Regions from separate parts of the Sus scrofa genome. Here region 1 is linked to region 2. Evidence: chromatin contacts called from public Hi-C data. All regions are on one chromosome and are shown on one strand. Each heading gives the region's core, a stretch centred on a gene start, on an enhancer-like site or on the middle of the called end of the contact. The rest is flanking DNA. Distances are from core to core; before and after follow the strand shown. Region 1 holds the start of CALCOCO1 (calcium-binding and coiled-coil domain-containing protein 1). Region 2 holds the start of ATP5G2 (ATP synthase F(0) complex subunit C2, mitochondrial).

Evidence for each region. A called contact is a pair of places that touch in the nucleus more often than the background predicts.
Region 1: a contact with region 2 is called in a Hi-C map of liver, with 6 times the contacts expected there. The contact joins the promoter of CALCOCO1 here to the promoter of ATP5G2 in region 2. A contact is called at or near these places in 4 of 47 Hi-C or Micro-C datasets (epiblast stem cells, heart right ventricle, liver and 1 more).

What each region holds. Positions count from the first base shown.
Region 1 is chr5:18,927,782-18,932,178 of Sscrofa11.1, forward strand. CALCOCO1 (calcium-binding and coiled-coil domain-containing protein 1) reads right to left here and starts at 2,621. Exons shown (of 15, transcript XM_005652574.3): 1 at 2,480-2,621; 2 at 140-319. The coding sequence starts at 295. LOC106507255 (a long non-coding RNA gene) reads left to right here and starts at 2,827. Exons shown (of 4, transcript XR_002343963.1): 1 at 2,827-2,909.
Region 2 is chr5:18,876,481-18,881,395 of Sscrofa11.1, forward strand. ATP5G2 (ATP synthase F(0) complex subunit C2, mitochondrial) reads right to left here and starts at 3,453. Exons shown (of 5, transcript XM_021091719.1): 1 at 1-3,453.

The sequences.
Region 1 (4,397 bases), core at 1,371-3,870, 50 kb after region 2:
ATGGCCTCTGTCATCTGTGACATCTTTCTCCCTTCTTTTCTGCCATCATGAGATTGAGGAGCCAGGAGCCAAATCGTTCCCAAATCACTCCAACCAACCCGTGGCCCCTAAACCTGAGCCAAAAGGGTTCCAGGGATACCTTGAAGATGCCAATCCAGTCGCTGGCACTGGGCACGGTGCCTGGGGGAAGTGTGTAGTGACACTCCACCTTGGTGTTGGGAATGTAGGTCCGGGCTACGTTCAGAAAGCTGACTCCACCCCGGGATGGTGCCCGGCTTAGTGATGATTCTTCCATTCTGCCCTCCAGATGTCTGCCCTCCTATGAAATAACGATTTAATACCCTAAAGTCTCTCTCCTCCACCTCTCTGCCCCCCTCCCAACTCTGTCCCTACTTACCCCCAGCTCCTGCCACAATACCTAGAGGTATAGGTACATCTGGTTTCCAGCCCCTGAGGGTTATAGGACCCTTTAAAGGTATCAATCTTAGTCTTGAGGGCACAGGTCTGGCCTTCTGGGTCAGATTCCATCCTGTCTCCCACTGAAACTTCTCTGATCACAGACCCCCTCCTAGAGGGATCGCTCTAATTTCGAGACTCCCTCTTCACAGGTGCATTGACCAAACCTCAGTCTCTGCCTCCCTTAGTCTTGCCTTTTCCATCTCTTAACAGTCTTGAACGTTCCAAATGCTTCAGCCTCATCTTTTCGTCCCATTTCCCACCCACCCATCTTCTGACACTTGAATTCAAACTCCAAATGAGGTGCAGCGCCCCGGCATCCTGAATGGGTCTCCTTGCCCACTCAAGCTCTACCCGGGAATGATTTATGACACCTGAACTTATCCCTGAAAGGAATGAGTGAGTCTTCAGAGCTGGAATAAGGCTGGGGGAACGAATAGCCCAGTTCCCAAGCCCCTGACCTCTCATTTTTCTGTCTCTCAGTCATCTACCATGGATTAAAAAAAAAAAAAAAAAAAAAGCTTGCACTCTCATCCAAGAGACAAAGCAAAAAGGAGGATATAAGGAAAGACAGGTTTTCAATCATTACTCCAGGAAGTCAAGAATGCTGGAGGCGGCTGCTTCAAGGGTGGAGTGAAACACTCAGCAGGAACGTGGTGCTGTGGGGAGATGGAATGTGGGGGCCTGGAGCCAGGAAAGCCCCACCCCTGGGGCAGGGACAGACTGAAGTAAGGGGCCTTGGGATGGGGAAAGGTACACATGATGTTGAGAGAAGGAAAGAGAGTTCCAAAAGAACCTCACATTCTTCTCTTCAGGTCTTGCCAGGAGCAGGGTTAGAAATCTACTGGTCTGACTCTATGTGAACCCAGCTCTCGTATTTCCCTACCCATTTTCTCTCTGCTCCCCTAAGCCTTAATTCCAAGTGCCTTAATCCTTCCAGCTGCTCAGATTGGTAGTTGGAGGCATGCTATAGGAGGGATTGAGAGGAAGAGATGTTCCAAGCTAGGTGGGGAAAATTCACTGGAAAGAATGGGGGTGGGACGAAGAAGGATAACAATCAAGAGAATCCTCAGGCCAGGCCTGTGAGATGGCCCTTGTCATTTCTCCTCTCTAGCTCACTAATCTTCCTCCTGTGTCAGCCACAGGCACTAGTCATATGCACGCCCCCAAACACCACAAACCCACACTGAGGCTGAAGTCAGGTGGGTAGAGACTTTAAAAGAAGACAAAAACGCCTTAGAGAAGGCAAGATGGGCCAGCTCTACAGAAAGAAGCTACTTCTTCCTCCAAAATAGAGACTGAATTGAGGACAAGAGGTTTCTCTGAATTTTTATCTCTGAAAAATCCTTACTTAAAACCAGCCCATGTTTTTTCTAAATACAATTCTTCTGGCTTTCCAGGAGGGGGTGAATTGTCCTCAAAGATCTAAGCCGGGGGAACCCCATATACTCCCTACAAAAAAAATTCCTAACAGCTGGAAATATCCCCAGGCCTGAAAGAGAGCACTGGGCACCTGAAGTGTGTATGTGTAGCCTGATTCGGTTGTTTGCTTTGCGGGGGGGGGGGGTGTCTCATCCCCCCACGCTGTAGGGCTTCAGAGTTCTTTTAACATTCTACACCTTGTAATGTTTTCCTTCAGGAATTCAGTGGCATAAAGGCCTTTAGATTGAGGTGGGGCGGAGGGTGGCTGGGGGAGAGGGGAACGGGAAGGTTTGTGAGGCCAAGTCTTGCCTGGCTGAGAATAAGCAGACTTCGGCCTCCCTCAACTCCCTTAAGCGTTTCAAGCTTTATAAAGAAGGACTGAGATGGAGGCGAGAACAGTGACTGGGTATCCCCTTGATCACGGCCCCCCTGAGACCAAGAACTCTCAAAACTGTGGGGGTGGTTTCTCCAGTACGGAAAGTGTTAACACCCAAACGCTCCTCCACCCGCCTTTACCGGTTCCCTTAGATGATCCTTTCACAGGCTTGAAAGTGGGGTGGCCCCCCATAAAACCGCCCCCAAATTAGGCCAAGTTTCTTACCCCACAGACGGATCAGCTGTTCCCTCACCTTTCACCAACAACAAAAACAGCACTCCGACTCCAGGAGGGGAGGGAGAAGGGTGGACGCGAGGGCTTCTGGGGTTTGTGGTTCCTCCGAGCCTTTTTGCCGGCGAGCCAGTGCGGATCTAGGACTACATAACCCAGGAGTCTGTGCGCAAGGAGGGCGGAGTAGAGGGCGGCCGCGGGGGAGGCCTCACAGCAGCATCCTGGGAGGCGTAGTTCTCACTTCCGTGACCGTGAACGAGGGTGTGGCCAGCAAAGAACTTCACAGCCCATGATGCCTTAGGAGGGGGGCAGGCTACGTTAGTGGCGACTGCCGGTTGGTACCGTGCGTGGTTGGGGGTGGGGAGGAGTTACGGCTCGAAAGCTGTCTTTAAAATACATTATAGAGTGGGCCGAACGAGTTCAGGTACACACTTTCGCTTACTTTTAACGACAACTTGTGAGGTAGGCGGTTTTGTTATCCACGCCTTTCAGATGGAGACACTAAAGCCCAGAAAGGTTACGGAACCGATCTAAAGTATCAAAGCTATGAGAGGGTAGGATTGCACGACTCCCAGTGCTCTTGCCACTACATCACAACTACCTACCGTCTAGGGGATAGGAAACTGTGGTAGCAGTTTCTTCATTGCTTCATCCTCAGGGGCAGCCCTGCAAAAACTATGTGTTCTGCACCACTGAGGATTTTTTTTTTCTAACTCGAGGGCTTCAGTTCCAGACGCCTGCCAACACTGGACTGGGCTCCCCTCAGCGTCCTCTAGGTCCAGAAGGAGGACCCATTGTCCGAGGTGTTGTTGGTTGGGAGGGCAGAGGTGAAGTGAGGAGAACCACGTTGAAAAGGGAACATGGCATAATGCAGGACAGTTCAGAAACAAGCCACTTACCCGGCTGGTTTGCCCAAGCCTTTTAACTGGCTTAAATTCATTAAGATAATAATACATGTTGTTGCTCCTGTTTTTTGTTTAGAAGAGGTGAAAGATTCACATTCCTCCCACGCACCCTCAAGTCACGAGTCCATTAAAGACCTGGGCATCCTGCACGGGGTCTGAGGCATTCAAAAAATGATCTCTCTCAGTCTCTGTATTAAGGAATTACAGTCTAAGGATTGATTTGCTCTTCTGCTTTAATTTTCTGCTGCATTAAGTTATGGTGCCTCTGCCTTTTCCAAGTTTTGGGGTAGTATTTTGCTTTTATGACAATAGTGTGTCTGGTGCCTGCCCTTGGGTGCCTTTCATATTGAAGATCTCCAAGCACTTAGCAATAAATCATCAGGCTTCACAAACATTAAGGTGACATGTCAGCGTCACTAGTCAGGATTTATGAGTTAGGACAAGCTGCTGGTTGCAGAGATGGCTCAAGGTCCTGGGGTGGGTTAAGAGTGAGGCCTGTTCAGGTGCCCAAGTCTCAGTTGTTCTTGGTTTTTGTCTTCCACCTGGCATAAAGGCTTATAGGAAAACTCAGTCTCAGCTGGAGCTCAAAATAGTAACTTTTGTTTATTGGGTGTTTACAATGTGTTTAAACTATGTTAAGGACTTTTCCATATAATACAATACCCTTATATAGTAGGCCCTTTTATTATTCCCACTTTACATAAGATGAAGATTGAGGCACAGACTATTAAGTGACTTACCTGGGGTCATAGACTTACCACCACTACCTAGCAAGTGGTAGAATCAGGATTGAAGCACAAATGGTCAGAATACCATATTAACCACCCCAGAAACTCCTGGGTGGCATACTAACTCCCTTTGTTCTAAGGAACAGTGCTCTTACCAGGAGATAAGTGTTCACTGAGCATTTATGTGCAAGGAGCAAGGTAATGGGAAACAGATCAGTTCAACAGATAGATGTGTCAGGTGCTATCCTTGGTATTCAAGAAATTTTGTTGAAAGAATGA
Region 2 (4,915 bases), core at 2,203-4,702:
TGCCATTATTCTAATTAGCAATGCCTGTGAAACTATTTTCACAATCATTTCCCACTAAGGGGTATTCAGTTTTATATTCCCAAGGTCCAAAACAATGCTGACACCACACAGGTGCCTAAACTGGTAGAAATGAACTCATCCAAGAAATAGTGGCTGAATTAAAGACCTACAGGCAGGGTTTTTCCAAGTAAAGTTGGAGCCCCAAATAAACTAGTTATCTGAAGGTAGGGATGGTGTTATGTACCAAAATGCATATTCTTAGGTCTCACTTTAGACCTTCTGGGTCAAGATCTCTTGGCAAAAGGCCCTGTATTTCAATCAAGCTTAGGTATACCGAGAGCATGGTCCTAAGACCAGTCTTGAAACCATGGCAGTGACAGAGCCAAGGCTTGAACTCTTGTCACTCTTAATGCCTTCTTATATGCTACAGGTTGAAATACTCAGCAATTACTTAGGCCTGTTAAACGACACTTCCTAAATGAGTGGGACTAGTATCTTCCGAAATTATGCTTCTGAATCCAGAATCTTAGTTACTTCTAGGTTAACAGATGTCTTCAACTCTTGTCCGGTCTAGAACCTGATTTCTGCCTCTGTGTAACTCTAACCCAATCTTGCTGCCAGTCTATTGCTTTTGTTTTTTCTTTTTAGCTGCACCTGTGGCACATGGAAGTTCCCAGGCCAGGGATCGAATCTGAGCCACAGCTGCAGCAACACTGGATCCTTAACATGCTGTGTCACATTGGGAACTCCTATTCAGATTTTCTTGGGTCAAAAAACCAAAATTCCTTTAAAGCTTTAAAAAGGGGGGGGTTCCTGTTGTGGCACACTGGGTTAAGGAGCTGGCACTGCTGCAACTGCAGAGTAGGTTGCAGCTGTGGCTCAGATTCAGTCCTTGGCCTGGGAACTTCCATATGTGCAGCCAAAAATAATTAGTTAAAAAAAATAAAGGAGGACTGTTTTTTCCCAAGGCAGCAAAACCTTAATAATCATTTGAAAAACGTAGTTCCTAGGGGAATTAACTGGAATAACATTTGAAAAGAGCTTGATGTGGAGCTGAAGGAGGTTGCATGAACCAGAGATCCAGCTACCGACGACCCAACCTTAGCCAAGTCTGCACTTGTTAACCAGTAACACTTTGGGCAAAGGCACTACCCAGATTCAGAGGTCTAAACCACGATGGGTTTCTTCCCCAGTGTCGATCAGACAGGGGGTTACAGGGAAGGTGACTTAATCGTTTCTCGCAATCTTTTTTTCCTCTTGAGGACAGAATCTTGGGACTCTGAGTAAACCCTTGGACAGGAAAGCTGGCAGGTGGATACTATCCCATGCTGGCCCCACCGCACCATTTTGGGCCTGCTGCCTCTAACGGAAAACCTATTAGCCCACGACTCATATGTTTTTCCCATCTTCACCGCGGTGGAAGGACGAGAACAGGACTGGGAGATAACCACTGGTGCCAAAGAAACCAGGCTCTCTGTCCTGCCACAGCTCTCCCGGGACACAGCCTGAAGGGAGGGAATGTCTTGGCTGTTCTATTCCTTTCTACCGTTTCCACAGCTTACGTTTTAAATTGAGGGGTGTTGACTAAAAGGACTGGTGGCTCTAGCCGAGCCACTATTTCCATTGCTCGGCACCTGAGTTCAGGGGACCAAAATCTGGAGGTTACAGGATTAGGAAGGCACGATTGAGGATAAGAAAAAAAGCAAAGATAAGGAGAGTCCGGGCGTTGTGACAGCTCTGAAAGGGCACGAGGGAAAGAAAAGAGGGTTTGAAAAGATGAGCCCGGTCAGGTGAAAGGCGCACTGCGGCTCCGACTTTCGCCAGCTCCGAAGAGGCGCCCTCCCCCCGCCCCAGCCACGAGACGTCCAAGATGGCGCCAGGCCCGCGCGGTTGGAGGTCACCGGCACGCGGAAGGGGCCGTCCCAAGGCGCGGGGATACCGGCGGCAAGGGAGGGCATGAGGGCCGGGGCGGGAGCATGCAAGGGTAAGGGCCTCAGAGCATCCGCGCAAGGGGGGGAAGCCCACGCGCGTGCGCGGCGCAACGCGGGAACGAGGGCCCAAGGCCTTACCTGCTCCCAGGGCAGAGAAGACAGAGAGGGGCGGGGAGGGGGCGGGGATAGCGAAAGGAAGCCTCGGCGCATGTGCGGCCTGGACTAACGAGTCGCTCCACCAAGGATAGAGTGATAGCAACGTTGAGGGTCGGCCCAGGTGCCACAGCGCCGCCTGCCAGCTCTGTTGAGGCATCCGGCCAACCACTCCACCTGGCGTTTGAAAGGAGAAACTGCATGCGGAGACCAGCGAGTGCAGAAATGAGGGCAGCTGTAAGCGGATCCGCAACGTGGCCTGCGGTTTGTTCTGCACGGCGTTAGGGATCTTGGACTGGCTTCCCCTTTCTGAGCATGCGCAGTTACATTGCAAAAAACCAACCCCCCCAAAAAAAACCTACCCAGAATGTCAGTATTAAATAGCACACAATGGAGACCGAGGTTCAGTGTCTAAAATGTGGCAGGAAGAAAATAAAGTCACAGGATTCCTGCCTTCGGTCGTTGGGACCCTGGCTTTATGGATGGAAAACCCGTTCAAGGGGCAAGGAGTCCACAAAATGTTCCAGCTGCTTCTAGTGGCTTCGCCTTTATTTCCCTCTTTCTTTTTTCAGTGATCAGCTATTAGAAAGCCAGCATCTGCGAACCAGAAAATAGGGGCTAAAGGTGATTAGGACTCAAGCGCCCTGATCTTAAACCTTCTTTCCTGAGTCCTGCAACAGTCAAAGAGTAACGGGCACCAGTGACCTGCAGTGAGATTGCAAGGGTCACCCCAGGCATGGCTGTGCCTCTGCCCAGGCTTCATCTACGCGAGATGAGATAAGCAGTGCCCCCAGGAGGTGCTCTCAAGAAAGCCTTTCGGCTTCTCCCTCGTGCCCTTTCGCTTGTCCTTTCCCCGATGGTAGGAAGTATGGGCTTCCCGGCCCTCACCTCTTCTGGGTTTTCCTGTCTCCCCGACAGGGTCTGACCGGCCCCTTTGGGGGGAGATCAGCAAGGCCTACCCATTTCCCCCCATGCCCAACCCCGGCCGTCCAGACATCGTGCTTGAACGCAGCACGAGAAAGACGGGGAAAGCTCACCAAACCCCCATAAAAAATAAAAAATAAAAAGAAAGCCGCGGCTGTAAATAAAGCCAAATCCGCCACCCTCTGAGGGGCCGTTTGTCCTCCCCTCCTTGGCCCCGTCCTTCCCGCCGCCCCCTCCCGGCTCCCGGGCCCCGCGGCGCCCCGGCCCCGAGCTCCTCCATTTAATCGGATTTGGGAGAAGGGGAGGATAAATCACGGCAGCAGCTTTACGGTCCCGGAGGAGAGGCGAGCCGCAGCCAGGCACACCCCGGCCGGCGATAAAAACCGCCGCTGAAAGCCCACGGAGCAATTTCCCGGGACCCCGAGCGACGCCATTACAGGAATGTAATTTTGCCCGGATGAGGCCCCGAGTTTAATTATCCTCGCGGAGGAATTTCAATGCGGCCAATCCATCTTGCAGGCGGGCGGCAGAGGGATTTATATGGGCCCGTTATTTCACACCGATCCTCCATCTGCATTTTTATGGCCCTGAGCTCCTGAAAGGGAGGGGAAGGAGTGGAGAGAAATCGGAGAAGCGGGCGAGGAGAGGAGGGTGGGCGATTTCCCGCCTTTCCCAAATCCACGATCCCAGCTCGATGAGGATTCTCACAGGTTCCCCCGAAATGCCCAGATCGCCCTTCAGTTCTAGGTGTTCACTTGGGGTGGGGATGGAGGCGGGGGGAGGTGAGGAATGGAGCTGGGATCCTTACGAAAATAGCAACAGGTATTTACCAAGTACCAAGAGGTGCCAGGCTACAGTGTAAGATGCTTAGAGGAGAAAAGAAAGACAGGTAGGCAAGGATATCCTCTGAAGTCCCCAGACACCCCCACCGCGCCACGCAACCTCGGAGACAAAAAGTCTACAGTTCTTGAGACTCCACGACTAACCGGTTGGTGCAGCTGTTTGTTGAGACAATGTAGATCCTTCTCGGATATCTCTAACTATCCCAAAGTTGGATTGGAGAAGGCACCCTTGAGGGAGCTAAAGCTGGCTCCTTGGATAAGTTGTCATAGTCTGCAATGTTGAATTCTCTATTACCCCCATTCAATGCTGGGCTCTAGATCCACACATTTGGGTTCCCAAATCTGTGTGACCTCAGGCAATGGGTTTAACCCCACTATATCGATTTTCCTTTATGTAACTGGGAATAATAATAGTGCTTACTGGGCAGCAAATAGTAGAATAATATATGTGAAGCCTGGGAGTACCCATTGTGGCTCAGCAGTAAAGAACCTGACTTGTATCCAAGAGGCTGTGGGTTCGATCCCTGGCCTCGCTTAGTAGGTTCAGGATCCCGCATTGCAGTGAGCTTCGGTGTAGGTGGCAGACTGGCTGGGATCATGCATGGCTGTGGCTGTGGCTGTGGCCAGCAGCTGCACTCCCATTTGACCCCTAGTCTGGTAACTTCCTTATGCTGCACGTGCTGCCCTAAAAGGCAAAAAAAAAAAAAGTGAAACTTTTAGCAAGGTGCTTGGAACTCAGTAAGAGCTTAAATAAGTGCTAGTAATAGTAATAATAATGGTTATTTTGGTGTTAGTAGTAGTAGTAATATATTTGGGAGGATTGCAACTCAGTTCTGCTCTGCTCCCTAGAGACTTTATTGCAAGCTCCTTGCAATGGTATCTCCTGAGAGACTCAACTATCACTTACTGAATTTTTTCACCTACATAAATCACACATAAGTTATTTAACAGGTTAGTGGGTGGAGATCTGTGGGGAGGGCTAAGAATCCTGGGGGCTATTGTTATCAGGTCTGAAGCCAGAGGTTAAATCGATAGGGGTGAGACTGCAAAATGTAGTTGAGGTCT